Regions from separate parts of the Gossypium hirsutum genome. Here region 2 is linked to region 1. A link is a contact called in public Hi-C data. All regions are on one chromosome and are shown on one strand. Each heading gives the region's core, a stretch centred on a gene start, on an enhancer-like site or on the middle of the called end of the contact. The rest is flanking DNA. Distances are from core to core; before and after follow the strand shown.

Evidence for each region. A called contact is a pair of places that touch in the nucleus more often than the background predicts.
Region 2: a Hi-C map of leaf shows a contact between it and region 1, with 3 times the contacts expected there. The contact joins the promoter of LOC107893495 here to the promoter of LOC107893499 in region 1. A contact is called at or near these places in 8 of 34 Hi-C or Micro-C datasets (anther and leaf).

Annotation. Positions count from the first base shown.
Region 1 is chrA13:105,206,277-105,212,809 of Gossypium_hirsutum_v2.1, forward strand. LOC107893499 (G patch domain-containing protein 8) reads right to left here and starts at 2,876. Exons shown (of 8, transcript XM_016818511.2): 1 at 2,641-2,876; 2 at 1,808-1,889; 3 at 1,324-1,519; 4 at 802-956; 5 at 415-558; 6 at 185-288; 7 at 1-36. The coding sequence starts at 1,879.
Region 2 is chrA13:105,404,995-105,411,527 of Gossypium_hirsutum_v2.1, forward strand. LOC107893495 (pectin acetylesterase 12) reads right to left here and starts at 3,113. Exons shown (of 12, transcript XM_016818507.2): 1 at 2,485-3,113; 2 at 1,809-1,891; 3 at 1,576-1,705; 4 at 1,400-1,473; 5 at 717-803; 6 at 417-541; 7 at 259-319; 8 at 42-95. The coding sequence starts at 2,671.

The DNA of each region.
Region 1 (6,533 bases), core at 1,626-4,125:
CGGGACTCCTGCTGCTGCTGTTTACGAGCACCAGCCCTATACCACATTAAAGAAAACAAAACGAGAAGACATAAAATGGTTAATAACTGATTAGCATCACTATAACATGCAGCTCAAATAATAAAGTAAGGCAGAAAATTATTTCAAAAACCATGGAGATATAAAAGCTCAATTAATTAGATACATTTGAGCAAACTTAGCCATCTCTCTTTCCTGGCGTTGCTGCTCTCGCTTTTGTCGATCATCACGACTGGAACTACCATGCATTTCTCTCATTTCTTTAAAGCGCTGCAAGCAAATAACAAATGATGTTACAGGTTAGACAACATTGAAAACTACCTAAAGATCAAAAGTAGGGAAAGGAGCAGTCCATGTGTCTGTTTAGGGAGGGAAAGAGAGAACTGGGCCATTTACCTTTCTGTGGTTGTGATCATATGAACTCAGATGGACCTCAAATTCCATAGCCAATTTGTATTGCTTGTTGCAAAGCTCACAATAGAACACCTTGCGTATTTCTTTCACCTCCGTTTGAATTTTCTGCTCACGTTCTGCTAACACCTGGATTTTCATAATGTGCACGAAGCAGGCAGTAGAAGCCACCAGGTAATAAAAACTGCATGAAATTGACAAGAGCTTCCGAGGTTGATGTTCCCCTATGATATACCATTCCGATCAAAAGACACACATATATGCTATATGCTGCCTTCTGCTAATGGAGGTTTTCACAAAATGTAAAGCATCAACCTCATTATTATCTAGCGCTGAAACTTATAGTGATTATCTACAAGTTGAAAATCATACCTCTCGTTTCTTGGCATGTTCCTCAGTCTCCTCAACCTCAATATCTAGTTTCCTACGCTGGATATTTTCTTCAGCAGTGAAGAAATCATCTTCTTCTTGTTTTCCAATCCCTAACTTCGGATCTCTAATCCCAGATCTTATAGGCTCAATTATTCCTGGTAACCAGAAAATAATTGTTAACGATAAACAAATAGCTTGAGCAATGGAATGGATGGCCAGTCAGGATTCTGAGTAATCAAGAATGAAAAAAACACAACAGCAAAGAAACAAGTTAATAAAATTATGTCATAACCTAATAAAAACTATTGGAGAATGTCAAGCCCAGAACTTAAATAAAATCTAAGCTGCATTAGGAAATTATTTGCATAGTAATCATGGGCAAAATTACTAAGTTCATGTTAAATTGCAGCTTCATATTATTTATCCCAGAATATTTTCCAACTAGTTAGATGGCAAATAAAAAAAGACCCATAATGGAGAAGGAAAATGCAGTTCAATGATAGGAATTTAACACTAACATACCCTGTTCATCCTTCCCAAGACCCTTTCCTTTCCAACCCATTTTTTGAAGAAGCCTAAACCCAACATTTGAAGAATTCAACTTTGTATCTAACGTTGCTTGCTGAACATTATCCAGATCAACATTCTCCGTTGGCTTGTGATTGATTGGCAAGCGGAAATCTTCAGCCAACTCCTCAACAAGAGAATCTTGGTATGCCTATTCCAGAAAGTGCAGATGATAAAGCTCAATACATCAACAATCATAAACATTGATGACAAAGTGGGCATATATATCAGAAATGTTATTGTATCTTTACAAGTACAGAACCATAGTAAGAATACTCAAGAGTAGATTTTTACAAGAAAGGAGTTAGATAAGTCAGTTGATTTTTTTCGATTATAACCTCCTCTTAAAACAACAAAAGTAGAACAGTGATTGAAGAGATTCAACCCGAGTATAAATGAATCTAAATGGATGTGAAATTATAGAAATGAGATTGCCTACTTGCTCTTCTGAAATTTGCTGTTTAGTTCCAAGGTTTGCCTCCTGAGAACTGTTGTATCTTCGGTAGTCCATTTTATACCACCTACACCATGAGAGAACAAAAAGCTAGTAAGTTAATCAAAGATGTCATTAGTGGATGAAATACAGGTGGGAATCACGATAGAAAACAAAGGTGTTCAACGTTCCAGCTAACATCTTGTTTAGCAATTAAGAAAACTTATGTTAATTAAAAACTAAGCTGCAATTGAGTGATTTGAGGCATAATAATATGTAATAGAAATAGTCATAATATTGCAATATCATCGACGTAGTTGGAGAAGAATAGGTGAAAATTTTTTTAAAAAAAGAGAAGCAATTGCGACATAATTAGGAATTAAAGTTGATCCCATATGCAGTCCAAGTAAACAATCAGAAACTTATATTCATAGTGTCCATCAAAGAGAGCAGAAACACAAGTTTGAAGGTGCCAATAAGCATTTGGAGGCAATTAAGTGAGCAGGTCGAAGACCCATTGTGGAATAAGGGTTTTTTTATAATTAGATTCGATCTCCAAGCTGAAAGAACAATCTCTAAGCAAGAATCATCGTTAAGAAAAAGAGAGAGAAAACTTTAAGAACCATAAGCACCAAAAAAAAAAAACACCATGATAAAGAAGACAGAACCAGATCCCACAGCCTCCCCGGCCACTACCAAAAGTAGCTTAGTGAATAGGCAAAGGAAAGAGATATCAAAGCGAAGAAAGCATTAATCTGGCATGGAATTCAAATAAAAGAAACTAGGGATTATATATTACACAAAAAATAATAGCTAGAAAAGAAAAGAAAAAGCAATACCGGAGCAGATAAAGAGAGAGAAATGGATGTGAAACGCAGCAACTGGTGCCGGTGAGATGAGACCTTCTTATTTTTCAGCTCTGCGGCTTCAGCTTGACCTTCTTTAACTTGGTAGGGTATTGATGAATGTATGAAAAGTACTCGATTTGATTTCTTAATTGATTGGAAAAATGAGTTTAAACAGCGTTAGCGTATGTCTTTAGGCTCTGATCTTCTCTGCTGGATAATGATTTCCAGAAATCGCCGTTGAGGCCCAAACATATAATTATGAAAGTAAGCCCAAACATTGACCCCAAATGACTACATCCGTCAATTCTAACCCGAATCCGAAAAATTCAATCAGATCAACTCAAACCTTATTTGACTTGAGTTAATCATAAAAAATTCAATGATCCAAACTAGGCCTACCCAGTCTGAACCGAAAAATGAGAGGATTTTGGTAAAAATATAAGCTCAAAAAATGAGTTTTGACAAAAAAATAATACCGTTGTAGAAAACTAGTCGAGCCTCAAGTAAGGCTTTTTTGGCCTGAGCCCAGCCCGAATATGCATAAAAATTATTGTTTTTCTTTTATTGTTTTCTTGATCTCTTTTTTTATCATTTTTTTGTTATTTTTCACTATTTTACTACTATTTTGATGTTATTATATAACTCTTAATTTTATTGTTAATTTTATTACTGTTTTAGAGACATTTGTTTGTTAAGTTGCACCTGTTATTTAAGTATAAATATTTTTTAATTTATTTTAATTTGCTGGGAAACATTTATTTTAATGTTTTTAATATTTTTGAGATATTATATTATATAAAAAATTTAATATTGGTAGGCTGGGCCTAAATTTTAGTATTTTTTATATATGAGTTGAGTTTAGACAAAATTTTAAGTCCATTTTTTAGGTCGGACCAAACCTGAGCCTGACAAATGAGCTTAAAATTTTGGTTGGGCCCAACTCATAAACAACTCTAATCCAAACCTATCCAATACAAATCATAACTTATCTAATTCAAACAACCGTAGCATCAAACTCTAACCCAAAAATGTTCCAAGCTAAAACTATAAAAAATTTAGGATAAATTACACCCAAAGTTACTAAACTATTATAAAATTTATTTTTTCGTCACCAACTTCAAAAAATTATAAAATAGTTATTGAACTATTCAAAAGTTTTCATTTAGTCACTTAGATATAGAGGTGCTCATGGGCTAGGTCAAGCTCGGGCCGGACCTAAGTATGATTTTAACATATTTCATGCTTGCCCAAACCTGACCCGACCTAAAATATAGGCTTCAAATTTGGCCCAAACTCGCCCATATTTGTAAAAGACTAATCCAAACCCATTTAGGCCTGCCCATATTATTTTTTTAATTTTTTCAAAATATTTATATTATATTATTTTAATATTTAATAAATTCATATATTTTTTATTTATTGAAAATTTTTATATAATCATCTTAACATTATTTTAATGTTTACATTAGAGTAGTATTATATATTTAGTATAGGTTTATTTTTTTAATGTGTTCTAAATTACATAATATATAAAAATAACATAATATAAAGTATTATAAACTTAAAAACGGGTTAGGCTAGGATCGGGCCTTAAATTCAAGTTCAGCCCATATTTTAAATGGGCCTAATATTTTTGGCCAAGCTCATTTTGCGGGCCTAATATTTTTACTCAAACCTTCCCAAATTTTGAGCAACCCTTCGGGCTTAGACGAATTGCCCGACCCATGAACAAGTCTACTTAAATAAAAACTCTTGAATAATTCAATGATTTAAATGAAAACTTTTGAATAATTTAATAATCATTTTGTAACTTTTTAAAATTAAATAATTAAAAAATAAAATTACTAATAATTTAATAATATGATATTTTAAACCTTAAATTGATACCATTCGAATTAACTTAACTCAAAATATCTCCATGCTTTTAATTAAAATTTGAACTTATGCCCACCAATAGAGATGATATCAAATTGAATTCAGATCAATTATGAAAAAGATTTGTGATTATCCTATGGTATTATGATTCAAACCAAAAATCAAATTGAATTCTACCGCTTTAAATTAATTCAGTTTGTTGGTCATTTAAATCAATTTAAGGCATTCAAATCTACGTCTTCTTAAAATTCATTCAGCCAATATTTCAAAGTTATTTTTACTATATTAGTTACTATATTTAAATATATAAAATATTTATATTTAACTTATCAAAAATAACAAAAAATATAAATTAAATAAAAAATAAATTTCAATTCAAATTAATTTAAATAATCACAAGTTTTTATCTTTTAAACATCAAACTGAACTAAACAAAAAAACATTTAGATCATAACGGAATAAAAACTAGTGTTTTTAGAATCGGATTAAATCGGTCGATCAGATTGATCGGATTAAGATACTAATTTAAGAAAGAGAAAAAATCGATTGATTCGTAAAAATAAACAAATTTATTGAACAATATTTTATAATTTTTAATAATTTATTTGATTTGATTTGGATGAATACATGATAAAAATAATGATGATATGTGCATTTGGAAAACAAAAGCAAACAGTTTCTTCCTCATCCTTGGCCATCAATAAGTGTAGCAAGATGCTGTTGGGGTACCAATTATATCATTGATACTATATACCAGCAACAAAACAAAAACCAATGGTATGGAAGGAAAGGCAAGATGAATACTAATACAGGTATATAGTGTTACAGTATTGCCAAGTTGGCAATCATTTTAATTCTCAGCAATGGAGTGGTATATGGTATGGAACAATTTACAGGCAAAGACCCCAGACTTCAGGTTCTTATCTCCCAACCATTCCTTTCCTTTTTCTTTTTTTCCCTTAGTCAAACAACCAAACCAAGCCAACGGACCACAACACATGGGTTGGATGTATGAAGTCCAACACCACCACACCCCCTTCATATTTCATCTGATCCCTACACGTGTCCTTCATCTTACCCCTCAATTATTCTTTTCTATTACAGGTCACTTGCTATAAAAAGGGCCACCTCGAAACCACACTTCACAGCACTGCAAAACTCACCCATATCCACCCGCCCTGCTAAATTCTGCGACTCGAAAAAAACACAAAAAACATATATAGTTTAGCTATGGGTGGGAACAAGCACAAGAAGTCCTTCTCTTTCTTCACTAGCTTGTTTAAAGGCAAGAAGGGCCGTAGAGACCATGATTACTACTCCTATGGGGATGATGCTTGGGGCGCCGCCAGGAAGATTTATCCCAGTGATGAAGACAATACTCACAGGGTGGTTGCTGAGCCCGGTATCGACAAGAGAGCCTCAGCTTTCATTGCTAATTTCCATGCAACTCGTGTTTCTGAAGCCATCCATCATCAACAAGCTGGCTGAAAAGAAAAACAAAGGCCCGCCCCGCCCTGCACCTGCTCCTGCTCCTGCTCTGCCCTTCATATCAACAACACACTTCTCCTTCTAGCCTATAGTTTTCTTTTTTCAAATCATCTTTCTTTCTTTCTTTCTTTGTTGTTAAATTATTCCTCAATTATTATCAGTTGTTAATAGTTTGTGAATGATTAATAAAACATCATCTGAATTCTTATAGCAAACAAAAACTGCTTCTGTTCTTTCAAGTTTCTGTAAATGATTGTTTTGTTTACTTCTTTTTATACACTACAACACGAACAATATGCCAATCCAGCATCCAGCAAGCACCATTTACATCAACAGAAAGCCAAAAATGTTTAAAGCATGTGATATCAGTTTCATTGGAGCTTCCTAAATGATGAAACAGTAATGAATGTGGAGTTCCTTAAATAACCTGGAAATACTTTGCAATTTTCTTTCAAAGATCAGATTACCCTCTTTCATATCAATTTGTAATAATTAATAGGTGGCTTGAGCTATGAAATCCA
Region 2 (6,533 bases), core at 1,863-4,362, 200 kb after region 1:
CAATCACTTAAAAGCAAAAAAGCATGAAAATGGATACATACCGAAGTTGGATCGAGGTGGTTGGTGCATATACGTGGCAGGTTATGTTGCACGCCCTGTGATATCAACAAGAAACAAGATTTGAGCATTAAATAGTCAAACTGTGTTCCCAGTCTTAAATTATTTATAGCTTGTTTTGTATTTGTCTACATGTGCTGTTCGTCAAACCCTTTGGCACCAATAGGAAAAAAGTGAGAATAAAACTTATAAATCTCAAACCTGCAAGCCAACCACGCCGCTGTATAAACTCCTAATTGTGTGACCACCAGAGACATCAACCCTATAGTCCAGAGAGAACATAATGAATATATATTAAGAACCGAGGAACTGTCTTACTGGTGCTTAAAACAAGACCCTAAAACGATAACCTTACTTACGCATCAAGGAATAGACCAGCATCACTAAGGCATTTAACTCTTGTGGTTCTTGGAAACAAGTCTCTAAACTCGTCACAGTGTAAAATTGCTGCCAGACCCCCAGCAGAACACCCCGAAAGAAGAGCCTGAAATTTTAATTGTTCTTTTTTACAACAAAAAATAAATATGAAAACGCGGTGAGGCATAGCCTAATGCCTAATTTTTGCCATACTTTAACCTCCAACCATATGAAAATAGAAACCAACATATAGGAAAGTAACTCTTTTTGAAAGAAAGTTACAATCTTAAATAAAAGCAAACCTGATTTGCGTAGCGCATTCCTTTTGACATTAAATCTTCCATTCCAGCTAACCATATACGTTGGCCTCTAAATTGCAATTGTGCACCCTAAACATAGAGTAGCCTAATCTTTAAAATATCATAAAGAAGAATAAATCCAACAATAACCTCACAAAAGTAGATGCATGTCCAAACATCTACAAAGAATATGGAGTCAATTATTTGAATCACATGGAAACAATAGCTAAAATCCAAAAGTGATGCAATTTATATCCATCCATGAGTCTACTATTTTCTTATAGAAAACATAAGACTCCAAATAAGCTTTAAAAGCAAAACAAACACTGACTAGCAGATAAAATGTTTCCAAGACAGTCATAATAATAAAATTAACGACAAAAGACAGGTAAATATAGCTTATAAGACACTGAACTTCTGAGTAAGTGAAAATGGCTTTCCAAGGTCATAATTTGGCTGTCAGTGGTGACTTAAAGTCCCACTTTTCTTTTATATGGCTTCATCTTATTAAATCCACATAGAAATCAAAACTGACATTCAACAGTTGACATCAAATTCGGTTTCTACTTGTAGAGCGTTTAAGAGTGAATTTTCCAAAATACCAAAAGTCCAATTGGAGTAATCTGTTATTGATTTGCTATGGACTCAGTCTTTAGTTACTGGTTAAAACCAAATATGCAGACTACCTTATTTTCGCTGTCCCCAGTAAAAGAGGCACCGTCACAATAACGAAGCTTTACTCGGTTCCAATTGAAAAAGTCTGCAATTTTAAAAACAACATAAGATGATGATCAGGAATGGTAATACTTATAGAGTTTACTTAGCATGAATGTTTTCTTGAATATAAAGATGAAGAGGAAACCTGGATTTTCTTCGGCTTTTTCACTTAATATTCCAGTAAATGGTATCTGCTTTTCCATGTAAGTAGAAGATCCGCGTCTGGTCTTTTTGCGGTACACACAAGTTCTAATGTTATTGCACCATCCTCCTCCCTGCCACAACACAATTGGCAATGAAATATTAGAATGCAATGCATCCTAGAATATATGTATAAAAATGTATATATTTCCATCATTTCTTTACTCTCTCACAGACCTCCAATTGAATGAGCCAGCTATTTGCTCCTGATCCATATCCACGGTGCCAATGATACCCCGGCAAGGTTCCATCCAGACACACTGAATAATTTAAAGACGGAAATAGAAACAATTAAATTAGGACAAAATGCCAAGATAGTTTCAGTAGGCTAAAACTTCATTAATTCTCAGTATATGCGTGTGCAAAAAGTGATTTGCAGGCTGAAGAAGATGAAGGCAGCAGATGAAATCATTACCAAAAAAAAAGGACCTTTACAGAAGATTATGAGGAGAATGCAGATTGACAAAATTTAATCATAGTTATCATTACAAGTAGAATCATATGGACAATATAATATAATATCAGAAATGGGAAAATACAAGTTATAATGCAGTTGAATCAACAATCACAGGCTGAAGATCTGATGTCTTATCTTAATAATTAAATATTACTAATTGTTTTTCCCCCTAAAAACTATATTGGTAAAGTATAATAGAAGTAAACAATAAATAAACATGGCAAAAGAAAAAGGTTGCAGAAGCAAACTTCAATTAACAAATAAAACTCCATAGCTGAAACATAACAAGCATAATGCTAAATTATTAGTGTTATTTTTACAAAACCCATTTTTTTTAAAGGAAAAAAAATCTAAATCTGGAGTAAAATATAAAGAAATAAATAGTTGGAAATGTACCAGCTCCTTTAGCACCAGCAGTATGAATAAGAGTGAGGCCAACCATGAGAGGATTATAATTGATTTTAGAGACTCCATATTCCAAAGACTCGATAAGAGACAGCTCAGTTTCATTAAAATCAAAGAAGGCAGTAACCAGTTGAGCAAAAGCAAATGGTAAAACAACCCAAACCCACAAAAGCTTCATCTTTGCTTTTTTCCTTCTGCTTCCCAAATGTAAAGAGAAAGAAAGAAAGAAAGAAGATGAAGGAAAAAGAAAAGAACCCAAAAGCTTGAAACTTGAAGATGCTTTCCTAAATGTGCCGGAAATGCCAAATGGAATCTAAGAGTAGAGCTTAATTTAGAAGAATAATAATAAATGAAAAAAGAAAAAGGGTTATTTATTGTAGTTAAATTAGATTTAGAAATATTGCTCTTTTTAAAGTAGTAACTGAAGCACCAGATGAAAACAGTTTATACATACATGCATATATGTGTGTGTGTGTGTGTGTGTGTGTGTGTGTGTGTGTGTGTGTGTGTGTGAAGCAGGCGCAGCAGCAAGCAAGTAGATTTGCAAATTGAAGGAGCTGTTTAAGGGATATTGATTGGAGAGAGAGTGAGATGCAAAATGCAAGGCACAGGGGACACCTACTACACGGCACTATAGTGTTTGTTTTGCCGGGCTTTTTTCGAGATTCATATTTATAATTATAGGTTAAATTTTTTGTGAGGTCCCTGTATTATAAGTACTGGATCAAATTAATCCTTTTAATATGAAATACCTACCCCACTAAAAAGAATTAAATAAGTTGGAACTATAACAGAATTAACATTTGATAAGGCTGATATTGGTTCTTTTCGCTCAAGTTTTTTGGATTTTTTGAATTATCTATCCTAATTCGGTTAAGCTCTATTCAATTCTTCTTCTTTTTTCATATTAATTTTTTATTTTTAATTTTTAATTTTTTTTGACAATTTGATCTTTACTTTATGGCATTTAAATATTATTTGATACAATTTCAAAGTATTTTTCATAAATATTTTTTTAAAAAATTATTTTTAAGAACTTTTAAATTATTTTCACTATTTTAAATATAAAATATTTATTTATATATAATAAAAAATTAAATAAAAAATTATGTTCGATTTAGTAATCACGATTTTTAAATTTGCATTCAATAAACCATTTAAACACTTTGATTTGAGTCGATTTTTAATTTTTTAATTTTTCTTGATCAGCCCGTAAAGTATAAAAAATATCTTGATTTTTTTTCAATTTTAGTTTAATTGTAAATAAAAGATTTTATTTATAAAACCATAAAAAATTTAACTTTCTTAAATAATAAAATAATTATTTTTAATAATACAATAATTAAATGTAGGACTAATTTTATCAAATTCTTATAATAGAAGGATGCATTCACCTATAATTACACTACTATTATAATTAAATATAATACTGCTCTTGAAGGAGGAGGAGCAGAAGAGAGAGAGAGAGCGCATGGAATCTTTAGGAAGGCTGTGAACAGTACACCAAAACCTGACCACCGTCTGATTTTCAAGATAAAAAAGTAGATGATGATTGATGAAATCTTAATATTGTCTATTATTATATAATATGAATGGACGAATCAATGAATGAATTCAAAGGAGACTATTATTATATATTTCTTTTTATTTTTTGGGTTATTAAAAGGATTTAGACTTATGCGAATGCAGTTGCAGTTGCAGTACTGCTCTTCTGTAGTGGCATACAGACATACACAGTTGCTTTTTTTTTTTTTCCTCTTTTGATTTTCAATTTTTAGATTTTTTTTTTTAAATTTGTTTGTGTGATCTGCTTCATGTTTGTGCCTAACCCCCCCCCACCAGCTTTTGCCTTACAGTTGTGCTTTGATTTTTATACTAAAGTCACCTAAAACATCATTAAATTTAGTTCACTTAAAAAAATATTATACTATTTAGCCCTTAATTTAGCATTAATTTTTTTAAAAAAATAAAATTGATTGAGCAGTAGCTTAATTAACATGGTATTATTGCTAGTATAGGAGGACATAGGTTTAAGAAAACTGAAACACATTATCTTCTTATTTAAGGGTTGAGGAGGAACTAAAAAATAAATATGAATGAGATTGATAAAAAAATACAATATTATTAAATATTGAAATTTAGGGTTAAATTTATTAGTAAAATGAAGAATATTTTAATTTTAATTTTAAAAATATTATTATTAGGAAGAAGAACTATAAATTGATAAAATAGATAAATAAAATAAAAAGATCTTCTATTAAGAGTTAAATTAGATTTTGTTATTTTTATTTAAAGAAATGGGCAAATTAGATTAAAAATCTTTAACAAAAATTTTATCTATTTGTATTGTTAAGGTGTGATTATTGAAATAACCAGACAATTGCATATGACATCTCACATGTACCTTATTTCAACGTGTAAAGATCAAATTTTAACAATGAAATTTGATAAAATTTTTAATAGAAAGAATATAAAAAAATTAATTTACCTAATTTTTAAATAAATAAATAAAAACACAGATTACGTGAGGCAGGTATTGAGAGGGGTTTGACTGGATTCTTATAGGTACATGACGAAGATTGGTATTAGCATTGAGTAATGGCTCTTTCCATTTTAAGTCGAAAAAGAGATGCTTTGCGTAAACGCAAGTGTAAGGTCTTGTAATTTGTGATGCTTCCCTTGCTGCACGTAAACCTACATTCCCTCCAATTTATCTACAACACTTTAACTATATCCCATTTTATTATTTTATATACACAATGTCTCCATCAATAACTAACTTTAGTTTTATATGCTTACTTACCATGTATTTCAATTTCAAATCTGACTGTTTAGTTAAATAAATTTTAATATAATATAAGTAAAATTTAGTTTTCAAAATTGGTTGAATTATTGATTTTTGAATTCAATTAGTTTATTCAATTTAATTAAATAAATTAGAATTTTTATAAAAATAAAAAATATCAAAATAAAATAAGATTTTTAATTCATCTGATTCAATAAGCTAATTTATTCAATTTTTTGCTCAGTTTAATCAATTCATATTGGTTCCTAAGTCAATTAATCTAATGACTTTTTCTAAACTGGTACCTCGATCAACCTAATTCGATTCAAACAATATTATTGATAACGTGGTATTTTTGTATTCAATTTAATAGAAAATGAAAAATTTATTCTAAATTTTAACGGTTTAATATGCTTATTAAATTCAAGGCATTACCAAACCCTACCAAATCCAAAACTTGAGCAATTTGTAGCTTTCACGTTTGTTTAGAGCTCTAAAAAAAGGGAATCAAGTAAAAATAAGCATGGTAGCGATTTGTAGTTTTCAAACTTGTTTGACTCTAAAAGATAAAGACTTCACATATATCCAAATTCTAAATTTTTTATAAGCATGTAAGTGGTAACCATTTTTTAGGTATTTATCGCCATTAATATTTATATTTTTTTAGTTAAATTTACTCATGTGCTGAATTTGACTATTAATATTTAAAAAAATAGTTAAAATGATGTCTTTTATTAAAAAAATACGAATTAGAACATTAAAATTTTTTAATATATCAATATACATGATAATCCATATATATTTTATACTTTCTCTTTTTTAATTTTCATACTTTTCATATTTTTCTAAATTTTTATTTTTATTTTAAAATATTTTTATAAAATTTAAAATTTTTATTGATGTGATATATAAAATAAATATCAACTACTATTTTATATATACATTATTCAATATTGTGAAGCTACATGATTGATAAAATTTTCATTAACACTCTTTTATCATACCATCTAAAACATTTATTTTATTTTATTTCTTAGTAAATGCCTTTGAGTGTTTCATGCTACCCTGAAACTTGGGACTGGTGATGCAAGTTTGATTTAGAATAGGAAGGAGAGGAAGGCAGTGAAGAGGGCAGCAAGGTCCTCGTGAATCGGTGTCACACTTTCATGTCTAATCATTCATCATATTATTTAGATACGTATTTGTCGGTGTATATTTTATGTCAAATACTTTCATGCTTTGCATTTCTTATTCC